Linked DNA regions of Sus scrofa: region 1 is linked to region 2. The links are chromatin contacts, called in public HiChIP or PLAC-seq maps. All regions are on one chromosome and are shown on one strand. The core of a region is the stretch at or near the end of the contact, and the rest is flanking DNA. Distances in the headings are between cores, read along the strand shown. Region 1 overlaps ACYP2 (acylphosphatase-2). Region 2 overlaps SPTBN1 (spectrin beta chain, non-erythrocytic 1).

Region 1 (7,310 bases), core at 2,890-5,389, 400 kb before region 2:
CATTGGGTTCTTCATGTTTGGAAGAGTGGAAGTATGAGGAAAGATAGTATTTATTTACAAACTGATTTACCTAATGTGTATTGGTATATGATCCCTAATAATCATTTACTATATGATCTAGATATCACGTGGAATTGCTTCAGCATTTAACAATCTACATATAGTTAACTTAGACCTCAGTTGTTTTATAATGGCCTTTGGAAACCTGAAGCTCTCCCCACATTTCCAATTCCCAGGTCTTAGACTTTTAGGGTCCCCCTCCTGTGTTTCTCTGGAAGCTACCACAATTTGCCAGGTCATTCGGGGTATAGAGTTCCATCCTTTCTGGTTTCTACAGCACATGCCTTCAGCAAACATTTTACGAATATTGGTAACTTTCCTCTTGGACACCACAAGGTTGTCCATCATCCTTTCTCAGCCTTGTCCTTTAACCGCAATACCCTGCCCCCTTCTCAAATGCTTCTGTTTTGCAGAATAGCTTTCCCTTTCCTTGGAAGCTATGATATTCCCGGTACATGACAATTCGGGGAGTCACATTTCTATCCCCAAGCTGGAGTACCAATTTATACATTCCTTGTCTTTATCTCATTAAAAGTAAAAATCATGAGACTCTCTTGGGCAAACAGCAAAAGTTGGAATTAATCTCATCAGTCTGACAGCCAGCATTTGGCTCAATTTTAATTTGAATTTCCTTGAATTTTCAACATCACCAATTTTATTCGGCTAACCTTAAATGGTGAGAACAGAAAACATCTACAACAAGAGCGAGCTACTCTTCTTAGATTAGAAATAAAATACTTTACATAACTAAGAAAAAGCCTATCTTTAGATTTTTCCTTACTTCCTACCTCTTTCCAAAAATGTGATTTACAAAAATTACAGAATAAATCTGGGTGTAAGCTTTTTCTGTACTTTTTTTTTTTCCCAGACCACTTTCGTATTAACTATTCAGAGTAAATTTCAGGAGTTTGAGAGCTTGGTTTGTTTATGAGCCCAGAATTTAGATTCTGGTATAAATTTAAATAGTCTGAAGCATTTGGTTCTACAACACTGTGTTAGAAATGGTTTGAAGAACTGCTTTCTGTTCTGGATAAGCCCAGACTGCTGTCTTGTCTTACATAATTTGCCACAGATTTTTTTTGGCCATGCCTGTGGTAAAAGGAAGTTTCTTGGCTAGGGCTCAAACCTGCACCACAGCAGCAACCTGCTGCAGTAACAATGTCGTGTTCTTAACCCTCTGTGCCACCAGGGATTTTGCCACTAAATTTTTAATTCCTGTCAGAATTATTTTAAATGGGAGAAAGTTGAAAACCAGTTGACCAAAAGAACTTTAGTTCTTGCTCATTTCTAATATAATTTTAATTGGTTCATCTTTAATTTAGGAAGCACTTTTCCTAGTAATTTATCAGACATAGTTCCTTTAAGTCACACCTTACCTAGGATACTGCCTTAATGGGTTTTTGAAAACTCATGTTTTCTTATATTCCATGACTAAGTGGTACAATGTTTTTTATTCTTTATTCCTCTTTTTTTTTTTTTTTAGGGCCGCACCTGCAGCATATGGAGGTTCCCAGGCTAGGGATCAAATCAGAGCTGTAGCTGCCGGCCTACACCAGAGCCACAGCAATGCCAAATCCAAGCTGTGTCTGTGGCCTACACCACAGCTCACGGCGACGCTGCATCCTTAATGCACTGAGCGAGTCCAGGGATTGAACCTGCAACCTCATGGATACCAGTCAGATTTGTTTCCACTGAGCCATGATGGGAACTCCTATAGTGGTACTATTTTTTATTTGGCAAACATTATTTTCTTTATTAAACAAAGCATTGGCTTGGGCTGTGTTTCTAACAGATAAGCAGTGTAAGGGAGAGTGAGTGAAAGACAGGGCAGCTCCTGAATGTGAGGTGCCTTTGAAAGTGGGTGGCTCAGGAATCCACGTTAGGACATTGGTATTAAGGTTCTATTACCGTTAGTCTGCTCTTAATACTATGATTGCAAAAAAAGCATTTTTTGGTTGTATGACCTTGACCAAATTCTTTAACCTTCTTAAACCTCTCATTCCTTATGTGTTAGGTGGAGACTGTGTCTGCCTTACCTACCTCAAAAGGTTGTTGTGAGGTTTAGATAAAAACACTATATAAGAAAGTGCTTTGTCATGTACAGAACCTATAGACATTAGTGATTATGTTTGTGGGGCAAAAGTAGGCAGGGTGGGGGAGAAGAAGGTTGCTCTTAAATCGATTCCTGCAGTGTGCCTGAAAACAGTTCTCAAACCTAAACAGTTGAAAGAGGGCCAGGGAAGGGACTACCAGCTGGTGGCACAGCAATGACAGGCCCTCATGAAATCCAATTCCAATCATTTCAGGTAATAGTTGAGTATCTGCAGTGTGCTAGGCACCATCTTGTTTATTAGGGATACACGCTATGATAAGATAAAGTCCTTGCCTTCCTAAATTTTCCAGTCTAGCTGTGGTCAACCCTGCTGTGTGTCTCTAGCTAAGCCAGGAGAAGGGCTGGGCAGAGTGTGATTGGAGCAGAAAAGAAACTGGTTCTTGTGACTGGGTATTGCCTGTTTTTTTCTGTCATTAGGACAATTTAAAATAATCCATATTTTTAACCATTTAAATCACACAGAAAAAAATATTAAAGGTATTTAAAATGATTTGTTGCAAACAAAATCCTGTAATAACACTTTTTTTTTCTTTTAAAAGATGAGGAGTGACAGGACTAGCTGCTTCTTTTCAGTTTTGTCGTGTTTCAGCTTTCCTATATGGTTTTTTTAGGTTTCAAGGACCTTACTGTCACCATGAGTTTTTACTTTCTCGCTTGTGTTCTTATTATGGGACACTAAGTCTTTGGGCATCATTTAAATTGCATCTTTTGCATTCAAAAGTTAAATTGCTAGTGATCTTTATTTTTTGACAATTTTTAATGGAAATAAATGGGTAATACATTATTCATACTAATGAGGACCCAATGACAAAGACTACTCCCAATTAGCGATAATCATTTTTTGGCTCTGGAATACCTAAAGGATTTTTTCTCTTATTTTCTGAGACAAATAGTAAAATGGACCTTCGCTTTCTGATTATACAGCAGTGGGGGAGGGGAGCTTTCCAGAAGATACCAAGTAATACATGGACTGTAACCTAGGATTAAAAACTCACTGCCATTGGGTTGTGATGTTCATTGGACAGCTATAAATGTTATAAATCCATTGAGTAATATAAAAATAAAACCTCACTGCAGGAGTTCCTGTTGTTGTTCAGCAATAACAAATATGACTAGTATCCATGAGGATGTGGGTTCGATCCCTGGCCTTGTTTAGTGGATTAAGGATCCAGCATTGCCCTGAGCTGAGGTATAGATCACAGATGTGGCTCTGATCCCATGTTGCTGTGGCTCTGATGTAGGCTAGTGGCTACAGCTCCAATTTGACCCCTAGCCTGGGAACCTTACTGCAGAAAGTCCAGGGGCTGAAGGGGCTGAGGATAATCTGGGCCTAAATAAATTCTCTACTGTGTCTGATTAATGTTGTATTCCAGTAGAGTTACCACTTTGGTGCCTACTTGAACATAAATATTTAGAGAAAATATAGGAAAGTTTTTGAGAAAATGAAGTCTCGTATATACACTCCAGTCTTACTTGTTTGTATTTACTGCAGAAATCACAGACTTGTACCAGTGTGACCCAAGTACTCACCATCACTGTAAATTCACGTGGTGACCTGGGTGCTTAGCCAACTCTACATTCAGTATTCAAAACCAAAAATATTTAAATACCCAATTGAGTAAAAACTGATTCAACTGGATAAGTCTGGAGCCATCATTTAAAGATGCTGAACATCTGGAATTTTTATATGCATTGGTGAGGCCACAGTTTCCTCTGACAGACAATCCATTCTTATTACTGGCTGTAGGCAGTAATAAAGGGCAGAGTCAGGAAGGACAAAGAATTTACAGAGCAGAATTTTCAATAATGTGTTGATGTCAGGAAAAGAGTTGAGCTGTTTCTGATAAGAAAGAAGTGTTAATTTTAAACAGCTGTGAATGTACGTTCTGAGCTCTTCTCCTGAAAACTAACAGCAGGGTAACTCATAGGCCACGGGTCACAAGATGAGTTTGAGTAACCAACCCTTAAGTGAAACCAAAGAGGGGGGAAGTAAATACTGGAAGAGGTGACAGAGTTCAGCCCTGGAGTGGAACACAGTCTTCTATGATTCCATGTTCTTGACTCAGGTTTAGATTTGGCAGTGGCTACTTCCTCCACTAAACCCTTGTCACTACCTTCCAATGAATCAACACTTAACAGTAACTATGAAGCACATGGTAAAGCTCTGATTTAGGAATAATTTTTGATGGCATTGAAAATTATACAGCATTCCTGCTATCCTGGTTAATTCTTAGTAGCACACTTAAGAAATGCTTAAAGAAGTGTGATACAGTTTTTCTCCAAAAAATAATGGAATTATGATAAGCTGCCTAAGTCTATGAAATTGGGTAAAAGCCTGTTATTTTGGCAAAGATACTTATATTCTGAAGGTCTGTTTGCAAGCCATTTGGTACAAATAGTGAATGTGAACTGAATTTGGAAGTTGAGTGCTTCACAGTTTCAAATTGGACCAGGCATGTGAAGATACATTGAATTTTAAATTCAGCCTTAATACCTGTGTGTGTTTAGAGCATCTTTTTTCAAAAAATGAATAACTGTCCTGCCCTCCTCCCCCATCCCTACCCCAACCCCAGGCAGTTTAGCCAAGTATTAGATGTTTAGGGACTGGGAATTTTGTTCAATTCTTCTTTAGGAGGTTGGAGTAAACCACTTTTTCTATCTCTTATTTCTTTTGCTTATGGAGTGTGCACATTATTTCTGGCTCCTCTGCTTCTAAAGATGTCATACATGTCATACTCTTTGTGATAAAGCCTTAAAATATCAGAAATAGTGATATTTTAAGGCTTTATTAACTAAGGCATTATTATGCATATGAAGGGTGGTACCAGTATTGCATAGAATAAGAACAGAATCATGTAAATGGATGTTACATCATTTAATCTTCATTTTTATTCATATTTTATAAAAATTCCACAAATATTTGAGACTATGAAATGTGATACAGAGGTCTACACATGATCATTTTGAGATTCCTCCTCTGAGATCACAGCTTAAAAATTCCGGGATTGAGGGTCCAATTGGCCTTGTCAGAATGGAACCAGTCAGTATGCAAAGCTGCCGCCATCTTGGTTTGATTTTGCAGAACTTCCAAATCTTTTGCTCAAAAAGCTAAACCACAGCTGCTCTTCAAGATAAGCCCTGATGACAGAGTGGCTATAAAAGTAGCATCTTATCACAGAAAAAGAGAAGTATGGACAGGCTCAGGCTGATTTAACAATAGCTCCTAGTTCTTTGAAATGAAATGAAGATAGATGGAACTAATGAATTTCAATGCCTTATTAACTTTCTTTTGGGAAAGTGATCACATTTACTATAAATTAGGAAGGAGGAATTTATATGAAGTATGGAAACAGATCAGAAATGAATAGACATATAGGATCAGGCAGAGCTTCAGCAATACAAGGACTAAAGACAGTAATTCAGATTATCATTCTGTAAATGGGTAGATAAGAATAATAATAATGGCAACAACTAACATTTAAGTGGCACTCATTATTTATTTGACACTAGTATATATAACATTTAGATTTTTTTTGTGTGTGAAGCAGGTGCTGTCTTTATCCCTATTTTAGAGATGAAGAAATTATGATGGTATACAGGGATTAAGAATCCTAAAGTTCTGCTAGCTTTCAGACCTGGGAAACCTGATTGCACAAACCACACCCTTAACCTGTGTGTCATACTGCTTCCTATGAGTTTGAAAAGTAGATTCATGTTTCATCCATGTGTGTTAGTGGGGGAGGGAATCATGTGGATGGATAGAATATGGCCCTCACAGAGGCCATGTTCTGGATTACTTAAGAAGTGGCACAAATACTTTTTTTTTTCTTTTCAGGTCTGTCTGTGCCTTGTGTTTTTAGTAAATTTAATTAATTAGTCTTTAGGCCCACACCTGTGCCATATGGAGGTAACCAGGCTAGGGGTCAACTCAGAGCCACCGCTGCCCGCTTATGTTACAGCCACAGCAACTCAGGATCTGAGGTGTGTCTGCAACCTACACCACAGCTCATGGAAACGCCAGATCCTTAACCCACTGAATGAGGCCAGGGATCGAACCTGTGTCCTCACGGATACTAGTAAAGTACCCTCATGGATACTAGTCGGGTTCTTAACCTGCTGAGCCACAATGGGAACTCCCACAAATACTTTAAACACCAAGGTAATCCTTAAAAAAAAAAAGTTCCAAAAGGCATTGGGTATTGTGGAGGTCTCCTTTTGAGTATTTGAGGGACCAGTAACAAGGAGACTGACACTTCACAGGAAGCTGGATGGGAGGCAAGGAACCCAGTCAGAGTGGACAGGAGTAAAAATCAGAGGAACACTAAATCAGGGAGAGGCAGGAAGACCTTGACAAAGGATTTCTTATATTCTCTCTCCCCTGCTGAGGGCTGGAGTTGGCCTCAAATTCAGATGCATGGCTATAAGTCAGGTTAATTTAATAGATTCAGCTCAAAAGGAAAGAGAAGCAGGGCATAGAGCCAGGTAGGCCATTACAAATTGACCCAACTGAATTAGAGGTCCAGGCAAGAGGCTGACTTTACTAATATTATTTTTCCACCATGGCAGCCCCTGCTTCTATGGAAGATGGTAGGAGATTATGTAGCAGTGACATTAAATATCCAAGGACTGTGGAACAGGGAGATGAATTTTCATGTCATAACAACAAATTCAATAGAATCTTTTCATACATGTCTTATGGTCTAATCAAAGTTGTTATTCTCTTATTTTTTAAAAAACATAGTATGTTACATAATATGTTGAGTACAGAGTTTTGCTAAGCCATTTGGGAGATTATTAGGAAGAATAATTAGATATGAAATTGTTATTTAATTATTCTTATCACTTGTTTATGCTTTATTCTTATCACTTGTTTATGCTGTCTTATAATAACTTTTAGAAACTGTATATGATTTGGGGAGCACTTGATTTGTATCCTTAAAAGCTAGTGTGAACAATTCAAGGTGGTAGTAGTTTGGAAAATCATTTGTTTAACAAGTTCTCATTTGGAGTTCCTGTCATGGTTCAGCGGAAACAAATCCAACTAGGAACCATGAGGTTGCGGGTTTGATCCCTGGCCTCGCTCAGTGGGTTAAGGATCCAGCATTGCCGTGAGCTGTGGTATAGGTCGCAGACGTGG
Region 2 (7,241 bases), core at 1,616-4,115:
ATCGGGTTGATAATCGCTCTTAAAAGCTTTGGACTGAAGGTCTGTCACTCTTGCCTTACAGGCACACCAGCCGACCCTTGTGGCTACTGCACAAGCCTTTGTGTATGTCCCTCACTCATTTTGGGAAAAAAATTTAGAGCCATTAACCACTTAGGGAAATTTCAGTCACTTTTAATCCTCTGGGATTCTTCTCCTTCCCAGCTTTATGTTATCTGACTCCGTAGATAACTTCATTTAAGTGTAATGAAGGACATGTTGCATGGAAATGTAGGACGTAGGAAAGAGCGCTTTTGTTATTCTGAAATCGAGTTGTAGTTCGAGTTCTCATCCTGCTGCTATTGTGTTTTTTCCTTTTTAAATAAGGAGTATGTCTTGGCCCATACTGAGATGCCCACCACCTTGGAAGGGGCTGAAGCAGCTATTAAAAAACAAGAGGACTTCATGACCACCATGGATGCCAACGAGGAGAAGATCAATGCAGTCGTGGAGACCGGCCGCAGGCTGGTGAGCGATGGGAACATCAACTCGGATCGCATCCAAGAGAAGGTGGACTCCATCGATGACAGGTATGGTCCTGAGGTCCTTAAGGGCTTCTTGCAACCTGGGACTCTCCTGCGTCGGAATCATTGGCTCAAGTCACATGTCTGAATCACTGGTCAGTGTCCTTGGGGCTGTGGTTATAAATTCCCCATTGGGCAGGATTTGGGCACCTAGCAAAATTTAATCTACTCGGGAAAAGAAAGCCTGAGAAATAGAACCAATCCTTAACCTTAAGGCGTGTGACATGAGCAGCCGTGTGGTGTAAGCTGTGCGCTTTGAGAAGTGACACACAACATGTCACCCAGTAGGACCTCAAGAGCCAAGCGCTTCCCCAGCCAAGCCCACACTCAGCTTTATCCACACGTGCCTCTTCTGAGGCCCTTCAGGAGGAAGTGGGGAGAGAGCAAGGTTTGCTTGTCCTGGCTGAGCCACAAAGGAACATCATCAGGCCTTAGAAAATTGGCTTGGACAGTGCTGTAATGGGATCTTTTTCATAATAAGAGCAAAGACCCTTTCCGCCTTCTACTGGAGTCTCTCTAAGATTAGATGCTTTTATTTTATTTCTTTGCAGCTCTAAAAAGATTTTTCTCCTTAACTGAAGGCCAGTGTTCTCTGTTAGCCCCTTACCCTCTCACTTGGCCTTGGTTACCATTAAAGTAGGAGATCTGGGCAGATCTGACTTGGATGCACCGGCCTGGGCTGGTTTTGAGCCCACCACTTCTTGTCTGAGTGTGGCTTATCTGGGTCAGCCACTAGTCTCTGTTCCAGCTGATTTCTGATCCCAGTTTAGGCCGGATTTAAGGTCTCATTGTGAGACTGATGTCATCGAGAAACAAGCTCTTCCCCAAGGCTTCTCTGGCCTCCAAGTGCAGTGAAGAGGAAGAACTTCTTGCAGAGAGCAATTCCTTACTTAACCACATCCAAGAGGGTCTCCTGGGACCCTGAGCCAGATGAGCTTTTTGTGATACACAGTGGAGAGGGGAATTCATTCCTCTTTCCCCGTAAGGATTGAGTTCCTGGCTTTAGGCAGTCTGTCTTCTGCTCCGATTCAGATCCTAAACCTTGTGCTCTAAGGGTAGTACTATGGAATAGGGTATGAGGTATATTAATTATAGTCTTGCATCCATTGTTTTTAAAAGAGCTCCAAAAAAGAAAAAAAAAAAAATCTCTTTACCAAACCCTTCATACTGAGTGTGAGAAACAAGGATTGGGCAGGACATTCTTCACCTGGAGAAAAGAATTTCTTTTTCTCCTAATGTTAAATCTCTTGTTGTTTTGTAAACAAGGTACCCCACATCCCTCGGTGTTAGGTGCACACAGCCAGTTTCCTGGGGGCAGGCTGGGCCGTTGGGGACACGTGTGTTGAGGCCGGCATGCAGCTGCCTGGCAGCTTCCTCGGTTTGTTTATCTGTCCCTCGGTGCTGCAGCTGCAAGGGCTTGTTGGGAACAGGTGGTGTTGTCAGGACCGGAGACTCCTGGATATGAGAGAGCATTTCAGCAGCTCTCAGTTGTGGCCTAACCTTCCTTTTGCCCTTGACTCAGAGCGGGGCTCCTGGGGTTCCAAGACCTCCTGAGGATTTCTGTTGTTAACAGCCGTGGAAAGAAGATCCTTTACTATCCATAAGGGAGGAGGGACAGGGCTTTCCATTGATATCTGCCCTTGGAAGGACTACATTTTCTTATCTTTCTCAGCTGGTGTTGACCAAATTCTGGTTTCCCTTTAATATCCCCAGAGGCTTCCAGATCTGAAACTGACTCCTGGGGATACTGGTCTGTTATAAAAATATACAAATCTGATTTTCCAGGTGGTGTCAGGGCACAAGCTAAGTAAATATCTAAACCTTCAGATCTGATCCTCATCCAGAAACACTCTGACGTTCCCGTGAAGCTATTTTTGTAGAAGGCAAAATCATTATAATATGCTTACGGTCCGGAAATCTCGTCAATTACCCCTGAGTTTGTGGAAATGAAAAATACTAGAACAAAGACACCAACTCTTCAGCAGTGTGGGTGGGGTGTGAGAGGCCCTTAAAGTGCTTGCGGCTGGATGGAAAGGCGCCTCCTGCCCAAGCCCACTCGGGGGTGCAAACAGGCAAGCTTCTTGGCTCAGAGGAAAATTCCAGCCACAGTGCAGTCCTGGAAGAAAAGGAAAAGTGTCCAGTTTCATAAAGGCAGCCCCTATCTCACATAGGAAAAAGAAGCTTAAAAATTATCCACCCGCTTTATTCAGGACCTGTGACTCTTACTTTCCACAAGAACCAGAGTTAAGCCCTGCATCTGCTTCATGTGAGGAGATGCTTTGGAGTCTCATGATTGGAGTAGGAAGTGAGCGATGGGAAGAAAGCAAAAGATGCAAGCTCACCCCAGACAGAGAGCGCTCTTATTAGGGCTCTGTAATAAATGCCACCAGATGGAACCTTGAATGTATCTCTTACATAATCAAGACTCACACGCGCCCCATGGGTTTCTACCTGGACAGCTTTTCTTCAGCAGAAGACAGACCGGCTAAAGCCAGGAACTCAATCCTTACGGGGAAAGAGTAATGAATTCCCCTCTCCACTGTGGGAACCGATGGTCAAGTTCCCTCTAATTAAATCCACGATCCAGCCTTGAAAGACCTTCCCGGGTTTCACTTCCTCTGGAAGCCCCTGGGTAAAGCCATGCTCACTTCTCTCCAGGGTTTTGTGAGTCAGCAGCAGTCTTCACTGTCTGGGTAGCTGTTGTTCACGCCACAGAGCACATCGCTCAGAGGCCTTCCCCATGCCCTCCCGATCCGTGTCACTTGGACCCTAACTCACCCCTTGGCCTGTGCTTCCTTCATGGCACTACTGGGAGAGAAAAGTTGTCCAGGTGGAAATCCATGGGGCCCGTGTGAGTCTTGATTATGTAAGAGATACATTCAAGGTTCCATCTGGTGGCATTTCTCTCTTAGTGAATTTTCTCAGTGTTTGAAGTTATTTTTACTTCGATTATTTCTGTGAGCTTCCAGGTTGCATGTCCTTTTTTAACTGATTCCTCCCCGCCTTCGTAGCATTTTCTCCTGATGCCGGGGAAGGGAATGGGATCTTTTGTTCAAGGGCTTTGACTGAAGGCAGGACTCTTGGATTTTATGCCTTGACTTCAGCTCAAGTTACCTTCCTTCTGATGGTTCACTTTATTTTTCTTAAACCTCCCTACAAATAGTGACTGGAATTTGAGGGTTGGGAACTTGAAGAACTTTTCTCGACATTCCTTCCCCACCCACATTTTTAGATGACTGATTCTTTTAGTCCAAAAATCACTAACAGTCTTTAAAAACTTTTTTAAAATTTTTGATCTCTGAGAAAGGAAAACACTGAAGTAAAGGGACTTTGGCCCTTATTTTTGTTATAAAAGCAACGGTATTAAAAATGGGGGGGCGGGTCACATAGAAACTACTACCTTTTGATCTCATCCTTCACACCTGTCATTTTAGTTTTGGCTTTCCAGTCTGTGCCTTGGAGTTTATATCACTGGCTATGCATAAACCCTTTTCATTTAGCATATTACATAAGTAGCAGTTTTCTATTTCTGCATTTGCCTAAGTGGTATAAACATATTAAGATTCTTCTCCCAGAAACTTGAGAACCCCTTTCAATTTAAAAAGAAAAAAGTCACCCTGTGTATCAAATGTATTGAACAATTCCTGGACAGTATTGCTTCCATTCACATCACTCCCTGTGTTCTGTGGTTGCTGGTACCTGCAGACGCCGAAGGCATTTCCCTTCGGTCCCCAGGCAGATTGTAGCTGCAGTACTGCCACTGTCCCTTGTTGTCAGCACTCACTGCAGGCCCCTGTGACACATGCATCACTGTAAGATCTTTCTTCCTCTCGGAGAAGGTTTTTTAAAAGCCAGCCCTCCCTGGGCTTCCCTTCCTTGGCATTGTAGTGAATCAGAGGCTGTGCTGTACCTCCTACCTGCCCTCGGGGCTGACAGGGCTGGTGGCGAGCCCTTGCTCAGCCACCACAGCAAGAAATAGCTTTGGGAATTGGAATGAAAACCCAGACCTCCTGATTGGCACAGTTCCTCTGCCCCTCTCGGTACCCTGCGCTTAGGCTGCCTGGCTCGCTGGGGTCCCTCAGGAGTACAGAGCAGCTGTCTTCCGGCAATGCTTCTCCATGCTCAGTGTGGTGTGGGTCTCCGTGAGACAGTCAAACCGCGTGAAGGCACGGTTTGCCTTTTGCCTGGCACCCCCAGCATTCTCAGCTCTTCTGCACAGTCTGATGGAGAAGCTCTGGGCATGTAAAGGAGGCCTATGGGTGAGTTGTGGCAGGTCTGAGGGGCATGCTGAGAAGCCATGCACGGTGTCCGGCCTGGGGAGCCAGTGCCCTGTGTCCCCTGTCATTTAACAAGTTCTTGTAAGTTTTCTGGTTAAGGTTTTGTGCTTTAACTTCTTTAAACCTTGGTGACCCTTCTCTGCCAGTAAAGAATGGGATCGAGGCAGTAGATGATCTCACAGGTCTAAAAATTTTTATTCCTGGTTTGTGGTTGTTTTTGGTGAGTTTTTCTCAAGATGGGAATTTGGTGATCAAGAAAGGTTCGTTTAAAGCTAGTTACATGATTTTATATATATATATGTTTGTTACCATGTATGTGGCCTGTTACCCAGTTGAGTTTCCTGAGGATCTGTTTCCTGTTCTCCCTCAGTTCCTAGCATGGAGACTTCATACTCAGCACATGCTCAGATAGCTTTTTCCAGCACCAGATTTATGAGGCTCTTTTGACGGCATCCTGGCCTGTTCTGTGGCTGCAGCAGGTGTTTGGGTCTCTGGTACGATGGCTTACTTGTTTGGAAGATGCTAAACTCTCTTGTTTATCTTGTCTCCCTGACATAATTGAGACCGAAAGGCAAGCTCTTTTCAGCATACGTAGAAACCCAGGAAAGAAACTGAGTGCTAAATTCTCTATTTCAAGATGCCCTACTTCCTCTCTTTTAAATTGGTTTTATTATCATTATTACAGACATAGGAAGAATCGCGAAGCAGCAAGTGAGCTTCTGATGAGACTGAAGGACAACAGGGATCTTCAGAAATTCCTGCAAGATTGTCAAGAGGTATGTCTTCAACTCCTCCTTTCCTCTTTTGTAAACAAGAGCCACCAAGGATTTGGCAGAAGAGCCCTTGGAATTATAAAATTTACTGAGGCCGGAAATTCACATCATGTAATTTGCAAGTGGGGCAGTGTTATTTCTCCAGCCTACAAGCTACCACTTAACCAGATTATTACAATCTGGAATATTGTAGTCTGGAACTGTCCTGTCCAGTAGTAGACACTAGCCACATGTGTCTGTCTCTTTTTAAGTTAATTAAAATTGAGAGTGTAGTTCCTCCATCATACTAGCTGTATTTTAAGTGCTCAATAGCCAGCTGTGATTCGTGGCTGCTGTGTTACATGGACAATGCGGATATGGAACATTTCCCTTCTCCTCAAAGGTTAGGGATATTCTAAATTGTTCTATAACCTAAAAGCATCTAATACTATAGTTGAACTATTTAAAATAACACACATTTGGAGTTCCTATGATGGCTCAGTGGTAACAAACCCAAATAGTATCCATGAGGATGCAAGTTTGATTCCTGGCCTTGCTCAGTGGGTTAAGGATCCAGCATTGCTGTGAGCTGTGGTGTAGGTCACAGATGAGGCTTGGATCCCACATTGCTGTGGCTGTGGTGTAGGCTGGCAGCTGCAGCTCCGATTCGACCCCTAGCCTGGGAACCTCCATATACCATGGGTGTGGTCCTTAAAAGACAAAAAATAAAGTAAGATAACACACATTTAATAGCTTGAAAGGAAGGAGCTACAATTGGATCCCCAGGTAAGAAGAAAGATTTAAACAAAATAAAAACTGAATTTCTTACTCACTGAAGACCTTAAAATAGCCATCTTTCAGCCTCCTCAGGTATGTGTCTAACGTGCCAAGACCAGTAATCCTGACTTTGAACATGAGCTTTAACATGTGGTATTAATCTGATGATTCTCATACTATTTTATGCTCCTCTGATACATGCATAAACAAACGTGGAAAACTGAAGTTGGCCAGAAAAGTGCAGTCTGTCTGCACGCTAGTGGGAACCAAGCATCTTGCTGACTTCACACATGTGGGATCATGAGCATGTCGTATTTCACTCTCTGCCCGAGAACCACAGTGAGACTCAGTTCTCCCTGGTTTATTAGACCCAATCCCATCGCAGGCAGAAATGGGATGAAGAATATCCAGCTTCGAGGACCTTGGGGAAGAGGAGCTAGAGGGCGTGGGGAGAGGATCAAGGTCATATACTAAGAATATGACTGGAACCATTACAGAGCCCTTGCATGCGAACTTATGGCTGCGTATTAAGAGAAATACAGCTCTAACAACGGTCAAGTCAAGAGTCAGTGACTGAAGCAGTCTTTCACGTCCATTAAACGCCTGGCTGACTGTAAATCTTATAGTATGCTCTGCCAGTGACAAAGGAAAGAAAGCCCCTCAACTATGTACCTTGAGGTTTGTCAGCTTTCACAGCCACATGGATGAGTCTGGGTCTCGGGAAGGCAGGTGTTGTCAGGAGCCAGACAGGCTGAGGACAGGCGTGCTGCTTCAGGTGACATCATTTGAATAGGATGCTCATTTAAAGAGGCATTCATGTCCCCAGGCAAGGCATAGGGGAGAGTAATGGGATCCAAGGCCAACTGTGTAGAGTT

What was found. HiChIP or PLAC-seq counts read pairs in DNA pulled down with a chosen protein or histone mark.
Region 1: a contact with region 2 is called in an H3K27ac HiChIP or PLAC-seq map of alveolar macrophages. The contact joins two enhancer-like sites. A contact is called at or near these places in 2 of 2 datasets of contacts at active chromatin or transcription factors (alveolar macrophages and skeletal muscle).

Annotation. Positions count from the first base shown.
Region 1 is chr3:87,013,865-87,021,174 of Sscrofa11.1, reverse strand. The region is part of intron 4 of ACYP2 (acylphosphatase-2); the gene reads left to right. Among named protein-coding and RNA genes, the nearest start is that of C3H2orf73, 94 kb to the right of the region's middle. Within about 2 kb of position 4,139, at least 13 of the 83 cell types and tissues checked have an H3K27ac peak or open chromatin away from gene starts, as enhancers often do. A contact at or near this core is called in alveolar macrophages and skeletal muscle, where this site is marked.
Region 2 is chr3:86,615,150-86,622,390 of Sscrofa11.1, reverse strand. SPTBN1 (spectrin beta chain, non-erythrocytic 1) reads left to right here. Exons shown (of 36, transcript XM_021088218.1): 17 at 364-566; 18 at 5,523-5,613. Among named protein-coding and RNA genes, the nearest start is that of EML6, 82 kb to the right of the region's middle. Within about 2 kb of position 2,865, at least 25 of the 83 cell types and tissues checked have an H3K27ac peak or open chromatin away from gene starts, as enhancers often do. A contact at or near this core is called in alveolar macrophages and skeletal muscle, where this site is marked.